Linked DNA regions of Capra hircus: region 1 is linked to region 2. A link is a contact called in public Hi-C data. All regions are on one chromosome and are shown on one strand. Each heading gives the region's core, a stretch centred on a gene start, on an enhancer-like site or on the middle of the called end of the contact. The rest is flanking DNA. Distances are from core to core; before and after follow the strand shown.

Region 1 (4,346 bases), core at 1,275-3,774, 440 kb after region 2:
TTAAAATAACATGCTGTGATTTCATCACCCAAAGGTTAGGCAGTTCGAAAGCCAAAACACACAAGCGATTATTAAAAAGCCTTAGAGAGAATCATCAATATTCGCAGAAATGTCGGCCGTGTGTTTAAAGGCCTGCTTCGTGCTCTGCCTTGTCTCTGCCTCATCAATAGTGTGTGTGTGTAGTACATTGTCCTCTGGTTTAATTTGCCATTTGTAAGTTTGGTTGGTCCAATGAAGCTAAACAATCCTAATTCAAAGAATAAATAAGAGGAGCAGCAAATCAAACTGGGTTTGTGGGAACAATTATACGGGAAGAAACCTGAGAGCTGGGAGCAGAAGTCTTATTGCAGATTAGAACACAAATGTCTGCGTGCATGTCATATGCAGTCTCTTCTGTGTGCTGTCTATACACAGTGCCCTGGATTGATCTTCTAGCCAGCATTGTCTGGCAAGGGGAGAGCTGGATTTTGCTTTGCAAAATCTTAAGTCTTTTAGAGAGAGTGGATGAAGCAGCTTAGTGTGGTGACTGATACTATAAGTTCTGGGGTCAGGCAAAGCTGACTTCCAAATCCTTTATATCTTCTGGGAAGCTATCTTGATCTCTCTGGATCTCATTTTCTTCACCTGTAAATTTAGGACAGTACTGTCTACTCATGGAGTGTATTTAAGGGTCAAATGGAAAAAGGAAGGAAGGTATACAGTAGGTGCTCAATATATCGAAGCTATTTCTAAGCTCTTGGTTTCAGAGGGCTGGGCAGGACAATGCAAGGAGGAAAGCATCTATACCTACAGCTTCCATGCTCTGGCCTTCTTCTCAGTTAAAATGTGAGTACAGGAGCCCCGGGTAGGGGGCGCCCCCAGGGCTGTGAGAGTCCTGTTACTCCCAGGATGACAGAAATGCTGGCCAAGAGCAGCAGCATCTGATAGTTGTGTTGGAGAACCAAATGAGACTTTACTGCAGAACTAATAGTAAAGACTTGGCTGAAGTGAGATGCACTTGGATTGTAAAGAGATTGTGAATAAGATGTGCTTGAATTGTGCACCTACCATGATCTATATGCAGGGTAGGCATGTGCTAGCTACAGGTGCTGAGTTTGCTGGAGGCACTCCTCCTGGAAAAATGACTGAGTTCAAGAGTGGTGGGGAAGCAATTGGAAGGAGGAAGGGAAGACCTGAATGGAGGCCTCTGCAGAGGCATCAAAGGTCCAGTCTCTGATGTGAATGGGAGAGCAAGAAAGAGAGGCCATGTCTGGAAAAAATGGGAAGAGTGGATATGGGACACTGGAGACTGGATTTGTAATTTTTCTGAAGAAAGACCCCTATGCATGAATCCTCCCATCAAACACTTTTTATCACGGGGCACTTTTCCTACAATGTAGCCCCATTGCTTAAGGAGTTTGTAACTGAGTGAGTGAGTGAGAAGCTAGGGAAGATGTCATCTCAGTATCTGTGTGACGAATATGCAGGGGAAAGAGTTTAGGCCATGGGGTCAGATTTGGTCCTGAGTTAGAATCCAGGATTTAGGAGCCTGAGTTAGGAGCCACTGGTGGCTCAGATGGTAAAGAATCTGCCTGCAGTGTGGGAGACTGGGGTTGGATCCCTGGGTCAGGAAGATCCCCTGGAGAAGGGAATGGCAACCCACTCCATTATTCTTGACTGGAGAATCCCATGGACTGAGGAGCCTGGAGGGCTGTAGTCCAGGAGGTCACAAAGTCAGACCTGACTGAATAACTAACAGCAGAATCCAGAGCTTTGACTTCAAGCTGAACGACTTTGGGCTGGAGATGTAACAAATCTGTGACTCTGGTCTTACTATAAATTTGGATTGATGATAGATGTATCTCACAGGGTATTGTAAGGATTCACAGGATCGAAATAAGGAAGCCTTTAGCAAAATGACTGGTTGATGGTGAGCACTGCATAGTAACTCATGTGATGATAAAGAGCTTTGCTTTTTTCTGCTCCGTTGTATGAGTTTTTAGCTGTGTGACCTTCACAAGGTCACCTCTGCTTTCTGAGAATGAGTTGCTTCAGCTCTTTTAAAAACAAATTGCTCCAGGGATGTGCAGGGCTTCTCAGGTGACTCGGTGGTAAAGAAGCCACCTGCCAATGCAGGAGACATGACTTTGATCCCTGGGTCATGAAGATCCCCTTGAATAGGAAATGGCAACCCACTACAGTATTCTTGCCTGGAAGATTCCATGGGCTGGGGAATCTGGTGGGCTACAGTCCACGGGGCCACAGAGAGTCAGACATGACTGAGATGCACGCATCCACTTGCGCAGGTGGGGGTTTTGGGTGTGTGCAGACAATGTCATTCACTACAGGATGGGTTGGAGGCAGGATGCTTGATTTAGTGCATCTGAGGAGGGCTGGGAGGGGTCTGAAGCTCATCAGAAGTTTGTTTGGAAGGGAGTGTAATCTTCTGTTTGGGCTGAGAGGAAACGGGGAGGGCATGTGGTGAGCAGCCAGAGACCGGCTGCTGATGAAACTCCTTGGTAGTGTTTCTCCAGCTGCTGGTCCAGGTCCAGGTTTGCAGGGCAGGCTGTGTTTGCACCTGTCAGTAATGTCCTCACTTGACTTGGGGATAAGCTCAGCCACAGCAACTGGGGCCTACAAAGCAGCCCTGCCATTTAGACAGGGACCCACTTTCCAAATTTGGCTAATTTTCATTTATTAATTGCACATTTATTATAAGTACTTAACTATATTCTAGGTTTGAGGGGGATTCAACAATGAACAAATAGGTCAAGTCTTGCTTTCAGAGACCTCTTAATCTCGTAGGAAAAAAGGCAACAGACAAACAATACCCTCCATACGGGTGTAACTGAGATTTTTGCCATAAAGTAAAAGTTCAGAATGGTATGAGACTGTACAGCGGGGTAAAACCTCATCTAGATTTGAGGTTCAGCAGCAGGTGGCGCTAGTGGTAAAGAACCTGCCTGCCAATGTAGGAGATGCAAGAAACAGGGGTTTGATCCCTGGGTTGGGAAGATCCCCTGGAGGAGGGCATGGCGACCCACTCCAGTATTCTTGCCTGGAGACTCCTGCGGACACTCGAGTCTAGTGGGCTACAGTCCATAGGGTCGCAAAGACGCAGACACGACTGAAGCAACTTAGTGTACAAGCAGAAAGAAATGAAATGGGAGTGAGTTCAGATGAGAGATATTGAACAGAAGTGGAGGCAGCTTTTTTTTTTTTTTTAAACATAAATCTTCTTTTCACAGACAGGCATTTACTGTGGGAAAAGCCATTCCCTGCTTCCTGATACTATTGTCTGTCCTCAATACACACTCAATGGACTTCCCTCTCGATTCATTTACCTCCCTCCTCAGTCACTCCTGACTCACACGCTAGTCCGGTTTGTGTGCAGCCTTCTGCTCCCTGAGCTCTCGTCTCCTAGACATTTCTCAAGGTGTCTGGACTGCTCGTTCCACCTTGATTCCTCTTGGCGATATGACATGTTGTCTTGTTACACCGGTGACACCTGTGTCTGTTCATCTGTGTGCAAATGTACATGTAGCATCTGCCCAAAAAGAATATTGCTGAGGGAGGGCTTTCCTGGTGGTCCAGTGGTTAAGAATCTGCCTTGCAATGCAGAGGACGCAGCTGCAGTCCCTGGTTGGGAAACTAAGACCCCACATGCCCCACAGTGGGCCAAAATAATAATAATAAAAGAATATTGATGGGCCATTGAAAAAGCCAGATATGTGGATACATCTGTGTGAGCCTTTATAGAGCTTATGCTCCAGACTGCTCATCCTGAATAAGTTAAAGCTGAAATCCACAGAAGTTAAAGGACCACTCTAATCACTGGATGGAAATCTAGGTCTTTGATCATGTCTCTTTAATAAATCTTCTGCATTTATCAGGATGCTTGTTCTAAAGTCAGTATCCAATGCATATTTTCCCACTGACTGTTTATTCCTCTAGTTGGACCCGTGTGCTAACGCAGGTTCTTCCATTACTCATTTCAGGCAGTGGATATGGCGTGTGGTACACTTGCCCCGCCTGGGAGACTGATAACCTTAATTGTCAAATGAGTGTCATATTTCAAATGAACATTTATTCAGTACTAATTGTATGTCAAGTACTGTGCAAAGCTTTGGAGATAGAAAGGCGGTAAGATAGATCCCAGGTGGCACTAGAGGTAAAGAACCCACCTGCCAATGCAGGAAACATAGGAGATTCGGGCTCAGTCCCTGGGTGGGAAAGATCCCCTGGAGGAGGGCATGGCAACCCACTCCACTATTCTTGCCTGGAGAATCCCATGGACAGAGGAGGCTGTCCCGAGGCCACAGTCCACGGGGTCACAAAGAGTGGAACATGACTGAAGCAACTTAATA
Region 2 (4,026 bases), core at 122-2,621:
GGTGTCTGAATCTCTAATTTGTAAGCAGAGATTTGATTAATCCCAATTGCTCAAATCATGCTTGCTCTGTTACAAAAACCAAAGTGGAAATTCCACTTCCAATATTAAGTAGAGAAGATATCAATACCTAAAATAAATGAGTTTCATAAACTTTCTTCAATTATAAATGTAAATGAAATAAAAATGTTAAAAAAATGAGGGAGTTCCTTGGTGGTCCAGTGGCTCAAGACTATGGGCTTCCAATGCAGGTGGCCCCAGTTAAAACCCTGGTCAGGGAACTAGATCCCCCTAGCACCACAAAAGATCTCACATGCCAAAAGGAAGATCTCATGTGCCACAACTAAGACCTGGTACAGCCAAATAAATAAATTTTAAAAATATATAGTAAATAAATAATGAGAAAAGCTCTATTTCTTAACTGTAGTTTCAAAAGATAGTTTGTTTTACAGGGAGACATTTGTTGTTCTATAGACTATCTGAATGGAAGTTGCTTAAAATAAACTGTATAGAAATGCTTCAGAGAAAAAAGAGTAAAAAAAAAAAAAAAGTTGGGAGGAGTGGCCAAGATCACAGAATAGGAAGACCTTGAATTTACCTCCTCCCATGGGCACACCAAAATCAGAACTATTTACACAGCAACTATCGATAAGAATGACATGAAGGCAAGCATAGAATATATTCTACAGCCAGAGATATAAAGAAGTAACCACAACAAGACAGGCAGGAGCAGCAGAGATGTGGCAGAGTCAATATTCACATCCCCAGGCAGGCAACCCACAAAGGAGAGGATAATCACAACTGCAGGGATCCCCTCCAAGGAATGAGAGGACTGAGTCCCATATTGGGCTTCCTAGGCTAGGGACCCTACACTAGGAAGACAAGCACTCTCTAGAAGGTCTGACTTTGAAGGCCAGTGGGGCAGGCACTTGGGAGAATTGAAGGCCTGTAGGAAACAGTGAATCCACTTAAAGGGAACATGTAAAATCTCGAGACCTGGGGCAGAAGCAGTAATTTGAAAGGAGCCTGGGTCAGATTCATTTGTTGATCTTGCAGAGCCTCCGAAAGAGGCAGGAGGCAACTGAGATTTACCCCTGGGGACAGATGTTAGCAGCATCCATTTTGGGGAGCTCATTCTATCATGAAGACACTGCTGCTGGCAAGCACTATCTTGGAAATCTCCTTCTAGCCTATTGGAGCAAGTTCCAGGTCTAGCCTACCAGCCAGTTAGCACTAGTCCTGGGAAGCCCCAGGCCAAGCAGTCAGTCACAACGGGGATATAGTGCCATCCACCATCAGGCCAGTAGCAGCTGTAGACCCCCTGCTCAAAACACCTCAGCTACCTCAGGATTTGGCCATGTCCAACAGAGGGCCCAGGATTGGGTCCCACCAAACAGTGGGTCGGCATCAGTTCTGGAAGACCTGTCCTGTCCACCAGTAACCAGAAGCCTCAGCACAGGCAGCACTTGGCCACCAACTGGGCTGGGGGCCATCCAAGCCCACCAGCATGCCCACAGAAGTTAGCCCTGTCAGGAGGGCCTACAATAGCTCATGTATAGCAGGCATCCCTAGAACATATTGCTCTGCTGAACAGAGGCAAGTGTGTCGCTGGGCCCTACAGGATGTCTCCTACATAAGGCCATTTCTCCAAGATCAGGAAACATAATTAACCTACCTAATACACATAAAAAGAAAAATTAAAAATGAGAACAGTTTACAAAACAAAAACAGACTCAGAGACTTTGAGAACGAGCTTATGGTTGCCGGGGGAAGGTTGGGGGAAGGGATAATTAGAAAGTTCAGGATGGACATATACACACTGCTGTATTTAAAAGGATAACCAATAAGGACCTACTGTATAGCACATGCAACTTTGCTCAATGTTATGTGGCAGCCTAGATGGGAGGGGAGTTTGAAGAAGAATGGATATGTGAATATGTATGGCTGAGTCCTTTCACTGTTCACCTGAAACTATCATAGTATTGTTAATTGGCTATACCCCAATACAAAATAAAAAGTTAAAAAAAAAGTGAAGTCAGAAAAACAAATATTGTATATTAATGCATATATGTAGAATCTAGAAAAATGGTTCAGATATTAATTTTGCCCAACTGAAATGTAGACAAAGATGCTGAGCACAAAGGTGTGGACACCAAGGCGGGAGGAGGGGTGTAGGAGGAATTAGGAGATAGGGATTGACATATATACACTATTGATACTATATATAAAATAGATAACTAATGAGAACATACTGTAGAGGTTCAAGGAACCCTACTCAGTGCTCTATGGTGACCTAAATGGGAAGGGATGACCTAAAGGTCATCCCCAAAAGAGAGGATATATGTATACATATAGCTGATTCTCTTTACTGTACAGGAGAAACTAACACACCATTGTAAATCAACTATATACTCCAATAAAAATGAAACAAACAAACAAAAAAAGAGGACAATTTAAGTGACCTCTGGGACAACATCAAGCACACTAACATTCACATTATACAAATCAAAGAAGGAAAAGAAAGGGGCAGAGAATGCATGTAAAGACATAACAGCAGAAAACTTCCTTAACCTTGGAAAGGAAAAAGATATCCAGGCCCAGGAAGTACAAAGAGTCCCAAATAAGATCAACCCAAAGAAGTCCACAAGTTCACTGTGCGTGCTAGGTCACTCAGTCATGTCTGACTCTTTGCAACTCCATGGACTGTAGCCTGCCAGGCTCCCCTGTCCATGGCGATTCTCCAGGCAAGAATACTGGAGTGGGTTGCCATGCCCTCCTCCAGGGGATCTTCCCAATCCAGGTCTCCTGCATTAGAGGCAGATTCTTTACTGTCTGAGCTACCAGGGAAGCCCAAGAATACTGGAGTGGGTAGCCTATCCCTTCTCCAGGGAATCTTTCTGACTCAGGAATCAAACTGGGGTCTCCTGCATTGCAGGCGGATTCTTTACCAGCTGAGCTACTGGGGAAGCCCTGTAGCTTCCTTATCACACTGTAATTAGGCAAAAATTAAAGACAGAGAATATTAAAAGCAGCAAGGGAAAAGTAACTGGTTACATACAAGGGAACTCCCATAAGTAGATTAGATGATACTCCCCTAAGGAGATTAGATGATACAGAGGAACAGATTAGTATACTGGAAGACCAAGTGGTGGAAATCACTCAAACTGAACCTACATATATAGGTTGCTATATATAAACCTCATGGTAACCATAGGCCAAAAATCTATAATAGATACACACACCCAAGAGAAAGGAATTTATATTAACACTAAAGATAATCATCAAGTCATAAGAAGAAAAAAAGAGAAACAAAAAATAAATTAAAAAAACCTGAAGGCAATTTACAAAATGGCAATAAGAACATAGTACATGTAAATGGACTAAATGCTCCAAATGACACAGAGTGGCTGAATGGATAAAACAAACAAGGTCCATACATATGTTGTCCGCAAAAGACTCATCTCAGATCTAAAGACACACTCCAACCAAAAGTAAGAGGATGGAAACAAATGTTCCATGCAAATGGAAATGAGAAGGACACTACATAACGATAAAGGGATCAATCCAACAAGAAGATCTAATAACTATAAATATACCCAACATAGGAGCACCTAAATAATAAAAGCAAATATTAACAAACATAAGGGAAAAATAACACAATAACACAAAACAGTAGAAGACTTTTAACTCCCCACTTACATCCATAGTCAGATCACCCAGATGGAAAATCAATAAGGAAACATTGGCCTTGAAAACACATTAGATGAAATGAACTTAATAGACATACACACACACACAGACCATTCCATCCAAAAGCAGCAGGATGCACATTATTTTCAAGCACACAAGGAACATTCCAAGATAGATCACACAGCAGGCCACAAGACAAGCCTCAGTAAACTTAAAATCCTATCCTGGATCTTTTCTGACCACACTCAAAGAGACTAGAAATTAACTACAAGGTGAAAAACAAACAAACAAAAAACCCCAGCAAAAACCACTAACACAAAGAGGCTAAACAATATGGTT

Evidence for each region. A called contact is a pair of places that touch in the nucleus more often than the background predicts.
Region 1: a contact with region 2 is called in a Hi-C map of blood, with 5 times the contacts expected there. The contact joins two enhancer-like sites. A contact is called at or near these places in 3 of 5 Hi-C or Micro-C datasets (all in blood).

The regions. Positions count from the first base shown.
Region 1 is chr2:75,227,072-75,231,417 of ARS1.2, forward strand. No RefSeq gene overlaps it. Among named protein-coding and RNA genes, the nearest start is that of TRNAT-AGU, 190 kb to the right of the region's middle. Within about 2 kb of position 2,525, at least 2 of the 5 cell types and tissues checked have an H3K27ac peak or open chromatin away from gene starts, as enhancers often do.
Region 2 is chr2:74,789,225-74,793,250 of ARS1.2, forward strand. The region is part of intron 10 of DARS (aspartate--tRNA ligase, cytoplasmic); the gene reads right to left. Among named protein-coding and RNA genes, the nearest start is that of MCM6, 46 kb to the left of the region's middle. Within about 2 kb of position 1,372, at least 1 of the 5 cell types and tissues checked has an H3K27ac peak or open chromatin away from gene starts, as enhancers often do.